Regions from separate parts of the Mus musculus genome. Here regions 1 and 3 are each linked to region 2. Evidence: chromatin contacts called from public HiChIP or PLAC-seq and promoter capture Hi-C data. All regions are on one chromosome and are shown on one strand. The core of a region is the stretch at or near the end of the contact, and the rest is flanking DNA. Distances in the headings are between cores, read along the strand shown. Region 1 overlaps Mfsd14a (major facilitator superfamily domain containing 14A). Region 2 holds the start of Agl (amylo-1,6-glucosidase, 4-alpha-glucanotransferase). Region 3 holds the start of Sass6 (SAS-6 centriolar assembly protein).

Region 1 (3,271 bases), core at 610-3,109, 160 kb after region 2:
TACCCCATTGTTAGGTAGCATGTTCTTACTCAGTAAGTATTGAATATCTTCATCATTGTGAGTTATTCCGGAGTACACTGTTAACTTTTAACTTTTGAAAACCTGTCTTTTACAGCCTCAAGGAATAGGCTCCCCTAGTGTGTATCATGCGGTTATTGTCATCTTTTTGGAGTTTTTTGCTTGGGGACTACTGACAGCACCCACATTGGTGGTAAGTAATCCTTAATGTACATACTAGTTTTCTATGGCAGAAAAGGTGGCCTGTTTCCCTTTCCATAGCTATCCGACACTAACTGGTCATTTCCTGAGAAGTGGCCTGTACTTACTGCTTTTGTTATCTCTTGCAAGTATCCCTGACCTAGGGTGGTGGCACACGTGTGGGTGTGTCCCAGCAGAGACATGGTCGCCCTGATCGGTAGGGAGAGAGGAGGGATTTTTACACTGATTGGTTTAAGGAAGGTGAAATCCAGGGCCCTTATTACTCAACATAATTATTTTGAGGTAAATTGCATAGCTCTCTTCTCCTAAGTCAGTTTGTTTCATTTGAGCTCACGATCTACAAAGGCTAAAAGTGATGTTACATATGTTTTTCAAGATTTGGAATCATAGAGGTCTGTTTTCCTGAACCAACAGCTCAGGTGATGGATAATTTCCTCAGTCAGTGAGGAAAAGAAAGTTGAGTGCCATTCCCACACATAGAGGAGTCTGTGTGGGAGGCGCAAGCAGCTTACAGAAGCTCAGGGTAGAATTTTTAAGAAATGACATGTATGGGTATTTTGCCTGCCTGTATGTATGTCCACCACGCGCGCACCTGGTGCCCGCACGGAGGTATTAGGTTTCCTGGAACGGGGTTTGCAGGTAGTTCTGAGTCTCTAGAAGAGCAGCTCGGGAGTGCTTAGTCATGAAGCCATTTCTCTCTCCAGGCCCCGAGAAGAGAAATTTAAAACACTTCGCTTACTTGTATGTGTGGTCATGAGCTTGATCATTTTATACTCATGAGACATTAAAGATTGTTCATTTAAAAAAAAATCAAATGACCATGTAAGTAGATTGCAAGAGTCTAAAAATGTTCACAATCCATATTGTATGGCAGATTTATCTACACCTACATAATCATTGCTTTTTGTGTATAAAATATTGATGTTTAACAAGGTTACAAGGTTACAAGGTTTGAATACACAGGCCATAATCATCTTCAAATAAGTAGTTTTTCTTTATAATCTGTCATTTATTTAAAGCTAGGATAGCTCTCTCAGTAATATACTTAGCTATAAGAATGCTAGTTTGAATGCATTTTGATAGAGGTCCTTTTCTTTTTAAAAAGTAGAGCTAACTTACCTAAAATGGATCCATAGTTGTTCAGAATGTAGGGGTGTGTGTATGGGGTGTGCACGCACGCTAGCTCCTGAAGGGTTATCACTATGCTGCCCAGGCTTGCCATAAACTCTGTAAGCCCCTGCCTCAGCTTGCATAGGAGCTGGAGTCATGGGATAGAACTGTGTTAAGTCTGATGGGAAGGTTCTCCTGAAATCTTACCCACTGTGTGTCGAGACGTGACAAGAATGTGTAGCTTCTCGGTGGCCTTTACCTCTGCCATTATGAGAGTAAGTCAAATAGAGACAATTATAATGTGTTATCTGTTCAGTGATGCTTCCAAAATTTCTAGGCCTTAAAGCTTCGATAGTAAAATCGAACAAAAGAGTGTAGGGCTTCCTCATGCAAGCTGATGAGTGCTCTGCCTCTGAACTCTGTTTATTCCCGGTCCTGATAAAGCTGAAGTTAAACACCCTGAGTGTGGTGCAGAGTCCCTGCTTCAGTTCCTTGGGCCTTTATTGTAACTAACAGATGATGTCACCTCATCTGAAGTGACGAGAGAGCTTCATGGCTGAGAGGACTTGCTCTTCATCAGAGGACCCTAGTTTGTTTCCCAGCACCTCTGCTGGCAGTTCAAAACCATCTGCAGTTTCAGCTTCAGGAGACCCAGCGTTCTCTTCTGGCCCCCATAGATACTAACAAGCATGTGACACATACACAAATAAAACCCTTTAAAAGACGAGAAAAAGATACCTCAGGCTAGCAGTGCTCACTCACTTCCTCCCTTCCTGTCCTGGAATTAGTGTAGGGCCTCATGCATGCTAATCACGTACTCTAAAACCTCCAGTTGTAACTTTGCGATTTTGAAACTAGATAATTATTATTCCCAACAAATAAGAGAGCGCTGCCTGTGCATAGTAAGTTGCTTAGCAGTGTTGCCAACTTAGTGGTAGATGCTGGTGGGGTCTTTCCTCCTACTCCTCTCCAGGTTGTATAAAAACAAAACCAGAAACATGCTTTTTCTCGTTCATGTGCTTCTTTAATTCACAGTTACTTGTTATTTTCATCTTTCATCTCCGCTGGGTATAAATCCCAGGCAGGGCCTTGTCTGTGCCAGGCAATGCTCTACCATAGAGCTCTCCTCCAGTTTCCTCTAAGTTTCTCATTTTTTATTTATAAAAAATATGTTTTCCAAGGTCTCTTGTCATTGGCAAGAAGAGGAACTAAAGGAAAGGGGAGATGTCTTGGTTCTTGCAAAATGTCCTGAGTACGCTTAATGGCATTCTTCCTCTCTCTCGTGGCCTCCCCATGTCAGAACAGGCAGTGTTCTGAGTGGAAGAAGCGCTGGCTTCCAAGCCAGACGAGCGAGCTCAGTCGCTCCATCTCTGAGAGCCCACAGCACCATGCTAATCTGGAAATCCATATGAAATAAAACTAGACTGCATTATGAGAGGTTGTTTGAGCTTGGCGGAGGAGGCCCACACCTTTAATCCCAGCACTTGGGAGGCAGAGGCAGGTGGATCTCTGAATTCAAGGCCGGCCTGCTTTACAGAACAAGTTCTAGGACAGCCAGGGAGACACAGAGAAACCCTATCTTGAAGAAAGGAAGGAAGGAAGAAAAGAAAAAAAAGAAAAGCCAAGGGTAGGAGTTGTTTGAAAATGTTAACGTGGACAATTTACCGAGAGTAAAATGTAATGTGGCTTTTTTCTTTGTCTTAGGTATTGCATGAAACCTTCCCTAAACATACATTTCTGATGAATGGCCTAATTCAAGGAGTAAAGGTATGGTTAGTTCTATGTGTGTGCACATGTACACACATGTATTTATATTTATAGTTTTGTATGCTGATTGTATCCCTGAGGAATAAAGTTTTTATAACTAGATAGAGTATAATTTGAGTTATTAGTTAATTCTTTTTGGACTCTGGGCTCTATATAAGCTTTGACTCCGACTTTA
Region 2 (3,399 bases), core at 7-2,506:
AACCCAACATACAGCGATAGAGTGTGGTATCTGAGTCACCGGCTCCCATTCTTCAACCCTCCCCAAACGAAGACCTGCTGGGTTCATTAGTCTAGCAGGCAGCCTTCAACTGGGGGATTTCATGGTCAAGCAGGAGTTTGTAGCCAGTTCACAGAGGGCGCACTCTGGCCTCCACACTTCCTAGGAACACAGCAGAAGAGACGCCTAAGGGAACATCAGACCTGAAGGAGAAATCTTGAGATGACTGTCACAGAAAAACCAGAACGTCTTTATAAGCTAGAATGCACACTCATTCTTCCATTTTACCAAGTCCTTATTGATATCAAGCCACGGAAAATAATGCCAACCTTAGATGAAGGGTTTAGTGAACCAAAATCATCGGGAATGTACTTGAAATCACATACACTCCGTTGTTCATGAAGCGGCTTTAAGCATGTTACTTAACCTTTGAGGGAGTCTGTTTCCTTGTCTTTAAATCAACGGTAACCAAATAATAATAATAAAAATAAATAAAAAATAAAAATGCATGTTTGCTGTGACAAAACCCTGAACCAAAAGCAAGTTGGGGAAAGAAAGTGTTTGGCTTACACTTCCTGGTCACAGTGCTCTATTGGAGGAAGTTAAAGCAGGAACTCAACGAGAAAGACCCAGAGGCAGGACCTCAAGCAGAGACCATAGAGAAGTGCAGCTTGCTGGCTTGCTCCTCCCGGGCTGGGCCGCCTGTTTACCTATGGAACTAAGGCCCATCTGCCCAGGGGTGGCCATGCCTATTTTCCTCCCATATAGCAACCATAAAACAAGAAAATGCTCCCATGCACAAGCCCACAGGCCAATCTGATGGAGGCAGTTCCTTAGCTGAGGTCCCCTCTTCCCAGCGACCAGTGTGTCACAAGGTTAATGAAGCCAAGCAGGGAATTTTAAGAAACTTGGTTTTCCCAACTTTGCATTTTCTTCCCAGAAAGAACGTCCCTAACTAAACATTATCCCAGCTCTTCTTCGCTCTTGAACTCACTTTTCCTAGAGAGGCAGAGCGATCGCACATCAGGGCAATGACAGTTCCCAAAGCCCAGACCCCCTCAAACCCACAAGCCGTGCCCACCTCTCGCGAGATCAGTGGTCTGTGCTAGCGGGGGCGATGGCTCCCGGAAGTGGGCGGGGAGGCAGGGCCACGCCCCCCAGGCTAGTCCGGGGCCCAGCGGAGTCGGCACGTCCTCCGGCCGCGGGGGGCGGAGTCTCGGCGGCCCTGGCCTGTCACTGTCCCCTGGCCCGGGTCCCGGCGCCCCTCCCCGTGCCCTTCACGGCCGCCCTGCCCTCCCCGGGCCGCCGCTGCGTCCGGCGTTCCCGCTGTACCCGGCTCCGGCTCCCGCTCCCGACGCCGCACGTCTATCCCGCTCGTAAGTGCCTGGAATGCGTCCGTCTCCGGACGCGCATTCCTTCTATCTATAGCCGCTCTGTACATCGCATGCCACCGCCGCCGCAGCTATTCCCGGGACAGCAACTGCTAACCTCTCCAATCACCTCCCTATTGGTGGCTTCAGACCCGAATTTGGGAACTGGGCGCTCTTCCACCTGTTCAGCAGCCTGATCTGCTGGAGGCTACAGTGCCATTTGGAGTTTTCAGGGCCCCCTGGCTCAGGAACGGAATTTATGCCACTGAACTCCAGGGTTTTCGCGGATGCATTGCTTTTCTCTGAGAATGCTTTAGGGGTTTTGTTGGTCTGCTCTGTTTTGAACTGAGTGTAAGACTCTACATCTTTGCTTCAGGCTTTCTTATTCTGCTCCAAGAGAGAAGAAACTTCTCCCTTGTTGGGCTTTACTGACAAGATTTTGCTCTTTCTCATTGCTCTTCTTGGCTTTAAACCTATCTAGGACATGTAAGTGCCGCTGTCAACTCCAGAGAGTTTTAGGTCATATTTTCTTTTCTTTTCTTTCTTTCTTTCTTTTTTTTTTTCTTCTTCTTCTCCTTTTTTTTTTTTTTTTAAATAATTCCACTTTGTTTTATAGGGGTAACTCATTCCACTTTGGAGTCCTTTTAGTTCTACGGAAAGAGTTCGAATCCTCCAGAAGCCAAAATGGAACACAGTAAGCAGATTCGAATTTTACTACTGAACGAGATGGAGAAGCTAGAGAAGACCCTCTTCAGACTTGAACAAGGTCCGTTGCAAGTTGTTTGATTAGCTCTTTTTATGTCTTTTAATGCATTGGCGTTCTATTAGATTTTTTTTTAACTTAAAATTAGGGACTGGGTGTTGGCAGGTAGAATGCATGCTTAGCATAAATGAGGCTGTAGATTCAGTCCTCTGCATGAACAGACACACACACACACACACACACACACACACTCGCGCACTCAAATAACTTTAAGTTAGCTGAAATTTCATAGATCTTGATTTGTGCCAAAATGGTAGGTACATTGGTGGTGAGGAATGAATGTTGATTAAGAATAGACCTGTCACGTTAGCACAAAGATAGCTCAGCTCATCTTGCTGCAGACGACCACCGGAGGCAGACACTACAGGTTATAGGAAGTCCCTCGTGGGTAGAACTTGTGCCTAGCCTGGGTTCAGTCCCTACCTTAGGGAGAAAAAGAAGTGGTAGAGAGTGCGTGTGCAGTTAAAAGATTGAGCATGTTATTAGTAATAGCATTTATTGTTATAACTCGTGAAATCATATATAATGTAGCTTTGCATATATCTGTAGGGTGGCTTTTCAGAGCAAACTCTTTTCCTCTATTGAGCTTCAGCGCTGGGAGAGTAGAGTACAGCAAAAGGCGTAGTGAGCTTGCTAACCCTATCAGGAGCCTCTCAAGCAAGTAGAAGATGAAGCCAAATAAAAAGTGGAAAAACCTCTTCGGTGATGTTGAAACATGTTGGAGCCATCACTTAAAGAACTACATTGAGCTAGGGATATAGCTAAGTGGTATAGGACTTGCCTAATACAAGCAAAGTCTTGGGTTCAAGCCCCAGCATGACAGAAAAATGTAACTAAAGGTAAGATCAAAGATCAATTTGCAGGACTATCAGACACGCTAACTGACGCTTTACATTCAATACTGAAAACAGTCCACTGATAATTTATAAATATAACTTGTAAAATACAAGGAGGAAGTTTTTTTATGCATCAAGACAAAAATCAGTCTCCTGGATGAATTCAGTGAACATTGATAAACATCTTGAAGAATTTTTTTTCTTTAATACTTTTTAAAAGTGAGATTTTTGGAAAGCCATCTACTGTGTGGCCTTGATGCTGAACGGCCCTTGTCTTCCAGGTTTGCTCGGGGTTTTGGGTCACTGAGCTCTGGCTCCAGCTTGGCTCTCCTGACTCTGCCCTTCCCTGGGGTTGGTTTGTCCTTCTCTTCTGTCTTCAGTATTCCTCTCACTCTGGCATCTCTCCTCAGGC
Region 3 (3,772 bases), core at 595-3,094, 210 kb after region 2:
CAAGACAGGGTTTCTCTGTACAGCCCTGGCTGTCCTGGAACTCACTCTGTAGACCAGGCTGGCCTCGAAATCAGAAATCCGCCTGCCTCTGCCTCCCGAGTGCTGGGATCAAAGGCGTGCACCACCATGCCCGGCTGAGTAATTTTTAAAGTTGAAGTTGTGTTTTAACACGATTAACTGTGATTACAATTTAATGTGTCGAAGAAGAGTTCAGAGTGTCAGGCATGGAATCACAAGTAATGGCCCATATTGCCCAACAGAAACAAAATGGACACCACAAACTTGAGTCATGTGTGTCACTTTAAACTGTTTAGAAGTTACTTAAAAAAAATAACTCTCAAAGTAAAAATTAATTTGAATACATTTGACCCCAATATACCCTAAATAAAGCCGCAACAGATAATCAACATAAAATTGAGACTTTTTACATTTCTGTTACTAGCAGGTCTTCAAAATCTATGAATTTTATACTTACAGACATCAGTTTGGATTAGCCCGAATTCAATAACTACATGTCTATATATTAAACATCACAAAATAATCACCAATGAGAGGCTGGGGTGGGGTGGGGGTTACACATCAGTGGTAGAGCATGCTAAGTGAGGGCACCACTTCAACTGTCAAAATCAAACAAACAATAAGACAATTAAATAACCTACAGATTCCTATATACGGCTGATGTTTTAAGTCCATTTTTCTGACTGCTTTGCTGGTTGATTCTGGACCTAATTTTAAATCGCATACCACAGTTTAACAGTCCAGCGACTCAATACATCAGTGTCTTCTTTTTGTTTTTGTTGTTTTTTAATTCAACATTTTTTTCACCGTTTAGTTTCTACAAACATTTTCACACCTGGTCTTCATTGCAATCAAATGAACAGCTAGACATATTAAATCAATTTAGCAAATGAGAAAATGTAATGTTCACAGAAACTAACAACTAAAAAGTTATTAGTAAAAGAGGGAAAAATCAGATCGCCTGTGGTTAGTGTGGCAAGTTTGCATTCATCTGTGCGATAAGATACCCTAGTGTAAACTCTGTGAAGATCAAGGTATCCCCAGGGGTCCGACGAAGGGCTTTACGGGTTGACTTATGTTTTGAATGTACAGAATTCCTGATTTTTCCAGTTTTGGGAGTTGGTTAAATGATTGAAACTGACGTGCGGATGAACCGAAATATGTCACTGAACGTTTTGTTTTGTTTTTAGATGGAGTTCTAAAGCTTCACCCCCAGTGTTCTTCAAAGGAGAGCATGAGTGAAGGGCCGGGCGACCTGAATCCTAGTGCGGACAGCTCCCTGAAGTCACCGTGAAGCTTTTGTGGAAATGACAGGGAGAATCAGAGTTGCCACCCAGAAAGGACAGGCTGGGCTCTGTCCCGCTGAGGGCCAGAACACGGACGTGAAGGAGTCGGCTTGCCATTTCCTCATTCCCTTTCCTCGCGTCCCCTCCGCAACGGCCGGCCCGGCCACAAACAAAGGTATCCATTAAGTCCGCAGGGTCCCTTCCCGATTCCCGGTGTGACAGTCCGACACCCGCGGACCGACCGATCCCCACGGAACCCAGCCGCCATCTTCCCCATTGGCGCGACCCCAACCGCCACCCGCCGGCTCCGGGAGCTCACCTCTCCTCGCAGTCTTTGCATTTCACTAGCAAGGGAACAAGCTGCTGGAACAGAACTTGACTCATGTCGGACCGCTGCCCCGACGGGAGGGTGAAGAAGCCCAGTAGGCCCGGCCTTCGGTCCCGGCTGCAAAGAAGAGCCGGTCCCGATGAGTTTGAGTTTGGCGCTCAGCTCCCGCGGAGGAGGAGGGAAACGATAAACAGAGGGAACGAAGGAGCTTTGGACCTCGTCAGCCACCGTCACCTTTTTCCGGTTCGGGCACCGACCGAGCCGGGCTGATGCGTCATTTCCGTGGACCCACCCCCCTCAGGCGGCCACGTTTGTTAAGGGAAGTGGGACCAAAGGGGACTGACAACTTTGGGCTGAGCCAGGCTTTCAAAAGGACCCAGCGTTATGGAGGCTCCGGCGGCGACTTCGCCCTCGATCGGATTTCCCATCGACGGCAGATGCAACTACTTCGTAGAAAAGAAGAAGCGCTTCTGCAGGATGGTGGCGGCCGCGGGGAAAAGGTTCTGTGGCGAACACGCTGGCTCCGCCGAGGTCAGCTATCGCCCTCCCTTCCTGGGAGTCGCGGGTCTGTGGGTGCTGGACCCCAGTCTCGCCCCTTTGACAGGTTCCTGCTTCCGTCCCATGGATTTAAGTAAATGCAGTTCTGCCCACCGCTCGGAGCCGCGAGGAGCCCCCGAGGAGCATTGCTTTCTTGTACTAAAAGCTCCCTCTGCTGTCTCAGAGACCCTTACACTCATCCTTCCTTCCGCTAGTCCCCCATCCTCAGGGGAAGTGATTATTTTTATAAAGGAGTGCTTGAAAAAGATCACTAGGTTTTATTAACTGGGTTCTAATTAATTATAGTTATTGTTTTTGAACGATAACCACTTGTGAATGCATGGGGAAGAAACTTAGAAACAATTTTTGTTTGTTTGTTTAGACTTGTAGATTAGTAATTTGCCTGTTCTTTATACATTAGGAGCCACTAATACTTTTGCACTTACAACCAAAATGTCTTATGACATTAATGTCTGTTGAGAGACAAAAAAAAGAAAAAAACAAAACAAAACAAAACAAAAAACTTTGCTTTCAACTTTGAAGTTTGTTATTTTACGTTTATTTTTCCTTCTCCGTCCCAGAATAATAATTACAAGTTCATAAGGTGTTTTCCTGGAGAGTTAAGTCTAAAGTCACAGGAAGCCTCATTACCCTCTACACCAAAAAAGAAAACATTTTACTAACCTGCTATACACTGTTTCTAAACTCAAACAATAGATTTTAAAAATGTGTGTGTGTGTGTGTGTGTGTGTGTGTGTGTGTTCTGTGATTACGCTTTGAAAGTTAGAGTACTATTTCCCTTGAAAGACAACTTTCTGTTTTTGAGATGGGGATCTTGCTGAATTGCTCATATTGGTCTTGAACATCTGATCCCAGGAATTCTCCTGCCTTAGCCTCCCAACTAGCTGGTCTCCATCAAAGAATCACACTGGAATTTAATTTAAAAGTCTATACATGAAATAATGTTGTTTTTTTTAATACTGAAAATTCCTTAACTTTCTCTAAAATTCAGTGTGCGTATCTTCATGAACATTCTGAAATAAATTGAAATAAACAATTGAGAAAAATTAAGAGTAAATACTTGGTCAGCTTTGGCTGTAGGGCTAGTACTAAACGTTATTTTGCTTTTAAAAATTCAATTTTCACAAACCTTAGGAAGCAAGTCATACTATTATTCTACTTAATAATATAGTAAGTCTATACTTAATATAGAAAGTCTATACTATTATTTACATGAAGCAGTCAGGATTATAGAGTTAGCAGCTAATAGAAAGAGCTGAGAATCACACCTAACCACTGGCCTCTGGATTTAATAATTGGGCCATCCTGTTGCATCCAGGTTGATAGGATCTGTGGGGCAGACCTGCCAACATTGTTTCCCTTGCTTTTCTCCCAGTGCCTATAATTAAATGCATAAAACATAAAAGACTGTAACTAGCATTTAGAAAAGTTGCAAAGCTAGTGAATATGACCCATTCTAAATTGTTAAAGCCATGCCTTGTTGTTCCTGGCGTATTTTCTCCTGTACTCTATTCTGAGAGAGGGTCTGAGGGTCACCCTGGCTGGCCTTTGGCTCTGTCTGCCCTTCCTCTGGAGAGCTGAT

Evidence for each region. Promoter capture Hi-C pulls out the DNA fragments that hold promoters and counts their contacts. HiChIP or PLAC-seq counts read pairs in DNA pulled down with a chosen protein or histone mark.
Region 1: a contact with region 2 is called in a promoter capture Hi-C map of hematopoietic stem and progenitor cells, with 2.1 times the contacts expected there. The contact joins the enhancer-like site here to the promoter of Agl in region 2. A contact is called at or near these places in 8 of 39 promoter capture datasets (the C10 cell line, the HPC-7 cell line, fetal liver and 4 more), 1 of 484 Hi-C or Micro-C datasets (CD4 T cells), 5 of 115 datasets of contacts at active chromatin or transcription factors (cardiomyocytes, effector CD8 T cells, embryonic stem cells and 1 more) and 3 of 9 other capture datasets (adipose tissue, liver and pancreatic islet).
Region 3: a contact with region 2 is called in an H3K4me3 HiChIP or PLAC-seq map of embryonic stem cells, with 37 read pairs. The contact joins the promoter of Sass6 here to the promoter of Agl in region 2. A contact is called at or near these places in 24 of 39 promoter capture datasets (the 3T3-L1 cell line, 3T3-L1-derived adipocytes, the C10 cell line and 17 more), 13 of 484 Hi-C or Micro-C datasets (CD4 T cells, LSK cells, cortical neurons and 8 more), 17 of 115 datasets of contacts at active chromatin or transcription factors (the 230-238 cell line, the SCID.adh cell line, astrocytes and 12 more) and 4 of 9 other capture datasets (adipose tissue, embryonic stem cells, liver and 1 more).

Annotation. Positions count from the first base shown.
Region 1 is chr3:116,648,344-116,651,614 of GRCm38.p6, reverse strand. It overlaps Mfsd14a (major facilitator superfamily domain containing 14A), which reads left to right. Exons shown (of 12, transcript NM_008246.2): 2 at 116-211; 3 at 3,034-3,096. Among named protein-coding and RNA genes, the nearest start is that of Mfsd14a, 13 kb to the left of the region's middle. Within about 2 kb of position 1,859, at least 24 of the 459 cell types and tissues checked have an H3K27ac peak or open chromatin away from gene starts, as enhancers often do. A contact at or near this core is called in adipose tissue, hematopoietic stem and progenitor cells and neutrophils, where this site is marked.
Region 2 is chr3:116,806,023-116,809,421 of GRCm38.p6, reverse strand. Agl (amylo-1,6-glucosidase, 4-alpha-glucanotransferase) reads left to right here and starts at 1,256. Exons shown (of 34, transcript NM_001081326.1): 1 at 1,256-1,394; 2 at 2,005-2,154. The coding sequence starts at 2,073.
Region 3 is chr3:116,593,030-116,596,801 of GRCm38.p6, reverse strand. Sass6 (SAS-6 centriolar assembly protein) reads right to left here and starts at 1,844. Exons shown (of 17, transcript NM_028349.3): 1 at 1,624-1,844. The coding sequence starts at 1,688. Trmt13 (tRNA methyltransferase 13) reads left to right here. Exons shown (of 12, transcript NM_030016.3): 2 at 1,209-2,163. The coding sequence starts at 2,017.